2 separate regions of the Bombyx mori genome follow, and region 1 is linked to region 2. The links are chromatin contacts, called in public Hi-C maps. All regions are on one chromosome and are shown on one strand. The core of a region is the stretch at or near the end of the contact, and the rest is flanking DNA. Distances in the headings are between cores, read along the strand shown.

What was found. A called contact is a pair of places that touch in the nucleus more often than the background predicts.
Region 1: a Hi-C map of middle silk gland shows a contact between it and region 2, with 2.0 times the contacts expected there. The contact joins the enhancer-like site here to the promoter of LOC101743100 in region 2. A contact is called at or near these places in 2 of 7 Hi-C or Micro-C datasets (middle silk gland and whole pupa).

Annotation. Positions count from the first base shown.
Region 1 is chr19:11,417,354-11,420,545 of ASM3026992v2, forward strand. LOC101739626 (dnaJ homolog subfamily C member 13) reads left to right here. Exons shown (of 39, transcript XM_062674100.1): 29 at 1,697-1,915; 30 at 2,778-2,910. Among protein-coding and RNA genes, the nearest start is that of LOC101739626, 33 kb to the left of the region's middle. Within about 2 kb of position 1,773, at least 3 of the 8 cell types and tissues checked have open chromatin away from gene starts, as enhancers often do.
Region 2 is chr19:11,336,584-11,339,991 of ASM3026992v2, forward strand. It overlaps LOC101743100 (protein SPMIP1), which reads left to right and starts at 1,425. Exons shown (of 3, transcript XM_004922401.4): 1 at 1,425-1,711; 2 at 2,091-2,272. The coding sequence starts at 1,556. LOC101742670 (WD repeat-containing protein 91) reads left to right here. Exons shown (of 4, transcript XM_062674098.1): 4 at 609-924. The coding sequence ends at 839.

The sequences.
Region 1 (3,192 bases), core at 523-3,022, 81 kb after region 2:
GGCCTAAAGTATAAGACGGCCGGTGCATTCGTATCGAGCGATGCGAGTGTGCCGGTGCTCGAATCTCGCTGGCTGATACATTTTTTTCTAATGAAATACGTACTTAACAAATTTTCACTTTTTTTCCTACCTATGCTGATAGCCTTAAGAGGCCATTTCAGCTTCGCCTTAACATGTAGGTTACACGAACTCTAGCAAGAATAGAAGAGCCGTGCTTCGTAGAATCTACCGCCGGATCGGAAACGCGACCGACTGAGAAGATCGGACAATGTTCACTAATGACTTCTACAGTGAAGGAGTAACATCGTGTAATAGAAATCAAACCCTCAAAATTTATAATTTTCGCAATGAAGCCCACACGGGTAGGGATCACCAACCTGGGTATTTCTGCCGTGAAACTAATGCGTTTCGGATTGAAGGGTCGAGCAGCCGTTGTACTATAAAAATTGAGACTTTGAACTCATATCTCAAGGTGGGTGGCAGCACTTACATTGTTGTTATCCACGAGCTCCGGTGACCATTTAACACCAGGTTGGCCGTGAGCTCGTCCAATTATCTAAGCAATAAGAATAACTGATTTCAGCGTTATAAAAAATATCATCAATGTCTCGATGTGATTCAAAAACTAGATCCTTGTTAAAACTAAACCACATCACAAAGGCCAGCTCAAACAAACAATCGTTACAATCGGTTCATTTAGTAAATAGTTCTGAGGTAACACATAAAAATATAGTTGAATTGATAAGCCCTCCTTTTTTTAAAGTCTGCTAAAAATTATTGATACGACTTTAGATCCAGATTATTTTTTTCGTGATCTAACACTTAACCTTCTCTTCTTTATTCTATTTTTTTATATTCAATACTGTTGCACTTTTACTCTTCACTTCCAAAACTTGTTTATTATAATAATTAAAAATTAATTGACATCTTTTTACACCTTTCGCATTTAACCGTCTTCCTTTTTTCTGTCATTCTCTTATCCCTTTCTTACCGTTTTCTCTCACTCACATCTTAACGCTCCGTTCTACACTTTTTTCATACGTTCCGTTCTTACCCATCCTACATATTGTTACGCGCTGGGGTTCGGGATAAATAAAAGTTCTACCGAATTACTAATGTAATACTTTATTCACACACAACACACTAAAACACTCAACAAACACTTTAAAATTCTCAATTCGCTTTTTCCGCTTCGCTTCAGGTGATCTGTTCGCTGTTTCGCTTCGAATAATTCCGCTTAATAACTGACCGCGTGCCATCTCTGCAACGCTTTTATAGTCGATACCACATCCCTAGGATTATCGAGAATATTCCACACATCTCTAGTATTGTGTTTCCGCTATCTGACAATAAATGGCGTTACGTACAATACTTCTCGAGCGTTCTAGGTGCTACTAGATCCTTCGATATTTGTTCGAATATTCAGCGATAGATGGCGTTACTCTTACCGGCGTAACAATATTTATACTCTACCTATATATACATACTATTGGATAGTGCTTAGTTAGTAGTCCCGTGCGCTGGTCCGATCAGATTAAGACGACTTTGGACTCCAGCATCAACGTCGCTATCCACTACGCGGAGGACATGAATGAATGGAGGAACATAGTCCTAACAAAAGTGCTCCTTAAAGGTCACGACCCTCAGCACTGAGGAATACGACGCACAGAGTGCTTAGTTTTGATTTCGCTTGCAGCTCCTAAAGACTCTAACGTCGAACTGGCACACTCCGTACCTGGTGTGGGACAACAGCACGCGAGCCGAACTACAAGACGTGCTGCAGAACACCAGGGCCAACTACGAGGAGGAGGGGCCGCTGATAGCGCCCTTCACGTACTCGGCACACGCGGGCCTTCTGTCGGTCGGCGGAGTCTACATTGACATATACAACGAACAGCCTGACTTTCCTATTGAGGTAAGTACGTACGTGCGGATTACTATCTTTTTTTTCTACCTAAGCTGAGAGCCATGAGAGGCTATTTCAGCGTAACCTTAACCAGTAGGTGAGCTCACGGGGCTCAAACCTGACCACTTTGCTAACACAAACCCTAGCAAGAGCCGTGCTTCGCAGAATCTACCACCGGATCGGAAACGCGACCCACTGAGAAGATCCGGCGAGAAACTCAGTGGGCTGTGTCTGAGGGTTAATTTACTCGTCGAGCCCTTCGTCGCAAGCGACGGGTTCGACGAGAATGATGACCGGAACATTACTAGCACTGATGTTCAGCTCCACTGTTGGGCCCACGGTCGTAGATTCGAACAGTTTTGTTAGCACTTTGTCTAAATGTATGGTAACTATATACATATTATATATATATATTTAAACGTATGTATATCAGTCTTCAGTTCCAATAGTAATAATAATTCCTAGTTTGGGACAAGATGACCTTGTGTGATTCGTCGCCGGCTATGAAATTAAGTATTAAAGTAGGAGATTATGGTTGCAGTATAAATTATGAAGTAAATATCTTCAATTATTTATTTAGAATGTGTTAAATAAAAAGGTAAAACGAAAAAAAGTAAAGATCACCTTTATGGAAATGAAAAGATAATAATTGCATATTAAATGTCGATGTTCCATTATAATTCTAAATCGAAAAAGGTAGTTTCTAATCACAAAGTTTTCTTTGATATTTAAATATGTACTATTAATATTATTTTATGTCATGTAAGATATTTTAATACGTCAATTTTTTTTTGTCGTCTTGCTTTTTTCTTTTAATAATATATTTTAATTAAAAAGGTGTATTGTATTATTATAATATTTTAATTTTCAGAACCCACAACAGTTCATATTGGATCTGCTGAAATTCGTTCGGGAAGAAGTTAAAGGCGACATGACCTTGGAGCGAGTGGAGCACATAACACATGCTTTGACAGCACTCTCTAATGTCATTATTAAAAATCCAGGTATTCACAATATATGTATTGGCAACACTGCCTATTTGTGTTTTAACTCTCATAAGGACTCGCATCCAGGGCCGTAAAACAATCTCAAAAAAAAAAGAGTGTTTTAACTAAAATTTGTGATAAATTTTGATATGTTTATTATTACTATGTTATAATTTCAAAATATGTTAGAGGAAGACTGAAAGTGGCACCTCTGACGGAGAAGTTGAGAAGTGCGCGTTTGGGACGGTATGGACGTGTGATGAGACTAAAATAAGGTTGGTAAGAGAGTGTTAACTATGA
Region 2 (3,408 bases), core at 175-2,674:
TGATAGCCACCACCCACTTCTCTTCCTCCATCTTTTTTATAGTTATCGGTAGGCAGCGGCTTGGCTCTACACCTAGCATTGCTGAAGTCCATGGGCGACGATAACCACTCACCATCAGGTATATTCGTCTGTCTACAAGGGCAATAAAAAAAAGAGTTTTCACGATTCTGTTTTCGCGCACAATAACTAAATGACTATATGAGCTAACTAAAAATATTGCCGCAGCCGCGATCCCCTCGATTTCCATCATCGATACCTAGACGCCTTAACATATCAGTAGACAGTCAGTAAATGAACGTTTACGATTGTGTGGAGAGTTGCCCGATTATGGCGGCGATGATGGACGATCATTTGTTAGCCCATCATGGCCGATTGTGAAGAGGAGCCATGAGTATCTATAATCGCCCATCATGGCCGATTATGAAGAGAAGCCATTAGTTGACATAAACATGACATGACAAGCTATTACCGCTTTTTTTATTTATTTTTTAAATTCAGTGCCACTCTTTAAGTTACATCATCCGTACAATCACGAACGTAATTGATTGAGCGGCAAGACAGTGCTTGGACACTTAGCGATAATAATGTGTTCGAAAATAATTTTTTAGACGCTACAACAACAACCTATGGATAAGACATCTCCGACCACTCATCAATCGCGCCTTAGTCAGTATGCGGAGCGTCTTAGTGGCACGGCACCCCTCGTGGACGACTTCTGCGCGGTACCGTCCGAACAGCTGGACAGCACGCGAGAAGCCAGGGGCCTACGGAGCTTATTACGAATGGGAAATACACCAGTCATGGGAAGGAAAGCGGCCAGATCACAAAGCCAGAATTAATTGACTGTAAAAATTTTGCTGGGCTTGCAATCTGCATACCCGTCTAATGTTAATTAAAATATGGATAATAAATATATAATAAATACCCGTTTCGTTTTATATGTACATATTACTGTTTCACGGCAGAAATAGGTAGAGTGGTGGTTCCTACCCGTGCGGACTCACAAGAGGTCCTACCACCAGTAATTACGCAAATTATAATTTTGCGGGTTTGATTTTTATTACACGATGTTATTCCTTCACCGTGGGAGTCCCCGTGCTTTGTACTGCTGGGAGTGCTCTGTGAGCACGATACACGGAGAGCGGTCGGTGACCTATGCCTGGAGTGCCTTATAGCATCGACAGTGGATCGAGAGAATCGGAAAGAACACGTCTAGGGCGACGGCGGCTGTTTGTTACCCCATCATCTAGGTCGGGGATCTAACTTTCTAGTTTCAAATTAATAATGAAAATTGCTAATAAATATTCCGTCAAATACCTAATAAAGCAGCGTTAGGTTAATAAAATCGTCTTAAAAAGAGGTCTAACTTTAATTGCTTTACGATAGAACCATAAGAACCAACTCTTCTACCATAGTTTCTTCATTTGAAACAAATTTACAATAGACTAAGCATCTTTTGAGTTTTGTCAAAATTCTTGTGAGAATTATTATCATTCATGACAAAGAAAAGTAATATTATGCATTGATGAATTAAAGCATAACTGAGCTTCATAAAATGTCTTATGAATTCTACGCTGATGCCACACAGAAGTCAAAGAGGCGCGATCGGCGCTGGTACCAGGAGAACTTATTGAAAGTTCTGGAAGCGGCCAAAGAGAAACGTGTCAGAGAAATCGACACGTCCATAGCACTAGCCCATGAGCTGATAGCGGTAAAACATAAATTATTACAAATCATAATCGTGGATAGCCGTACCATCGGCGAAGAGGGCTAACTGGGTCTCTGATGCCCATGTATCAATGACACACAAAAGTTACCTAAATATTTTTGCTTCTCTCGGTCGATAAGTCTACTAACCTTTATATTATTGAGACAGTTTTTTATTTTCCAGTTAGTATTTTTTAAAACAGTCAGGGCTTTTTGTTTCATTTAACAATAAAATTTATAGAATTTTGGTAGAATTACCTATAATGCTAAATACTCTATAATACTTATTACTACTAATAATAATACTATTAATACTTGACTGTACATAAATAATTATAATTTAAACTAGAAAAATAATACATATTAAACCGGTGCGTTCTCAGAAATTAGACGAACCAGTTAAGAAACCAGTAGAAGTTCCACTGCGAGAACTAACACCAGCCGAAGACGATAGCTTAATGAAACCTATAGCACCTGAAGTTTTAGATTTGTTTTACGGAAGCAGAGACAAAGGCGCGGCCGAGAAATATTTCAAGGCGAGGAACAAACAAGCACCAGAGGAGAAGTTAGTGTGAAATTGATATATATATATCTTTTGCTTGACAACAGACAAAATTATATCTCTTTAGATAACCCAAACCCTGGGCCAGGAAGGTCATGTACCTGGGCGTTACCCTGGATGCATCGATGACATTCCGCCCGCTTATAAAATCAGTCCGTGACCGTGCCGCGTTTATTCTCGGTAGACTCTACCCCATGATCTGTAAGCGGAGTAAAATGTCCCTTCGGAACAAGGTGACACTTTACAAAACTTGCATAAGGCCCGTCATGACTTACGCGAGTGTGGTGTTCGCTCACGCGGCCCGCACACACATAGACACCCTCCAATCTCTACAATCCCGCTTTTGCAGGTTAGCCGTCGGAGCTCCGTGGTTCGTGAGGAACGTTGACCTACACGACGACCTGGGCCTCGACCTAGGTCGACGACCTAGGGCTCTAACACTAGGAGCAGGCTTAGGGACCTCGGTAACCGTACTCGTCGAACTCGACAAAGAGTTCGCCGTGCAACCTAACCCATGAATCAGCTCGCTGAGTTTCTCGCCGGATCTTCTCAGCGGGTCGCGATTCCGATCCGGTAGTAGATTCATTCGCGAAGCAGCTACTCTTGTGCTGTTAGGTCTCCTTCGGAGGCGCTCGGGTAGCTGTTAGCAAATCCCACCCCTCCTGGCTGAGCCTTTGCTCGCCCACCTGTCCTGGTGAAACTGGAAAGGCCTCCGGGCCACCAGTAATCCTTCAATCATAAAAAAAAAAACAAAATTATACCTACTAAGATGTTTGTATGGTGCACGAATGGCTTTCTGGACTTCAAACATCGCCGCAACGAAAACGTTGCGACTGAGGGCTTTATGAAACTGTTTGAGATGATCCCGTCATCTCGTTATTACCATCGCACCGCTCATCGCTGTAGCAGAGTCCATTCAAACCACCTATAACCAGTGTGTTATTTACAGTGTCTTTAAAGAGATTTTAAAATGAGCTGCTAATCTGGGTCTTTCTAGAGTACAATTTTATTTATTTATTGCTTAGATGGGTGGACGAGCTCACGGACCACCTGGTTTTGATTGGTTACCGGAGCCCATAGACATCTACAACGTAAATTGCCGCCATCCACCTTGAAACATGAGTTCTAAGTTCTCACTT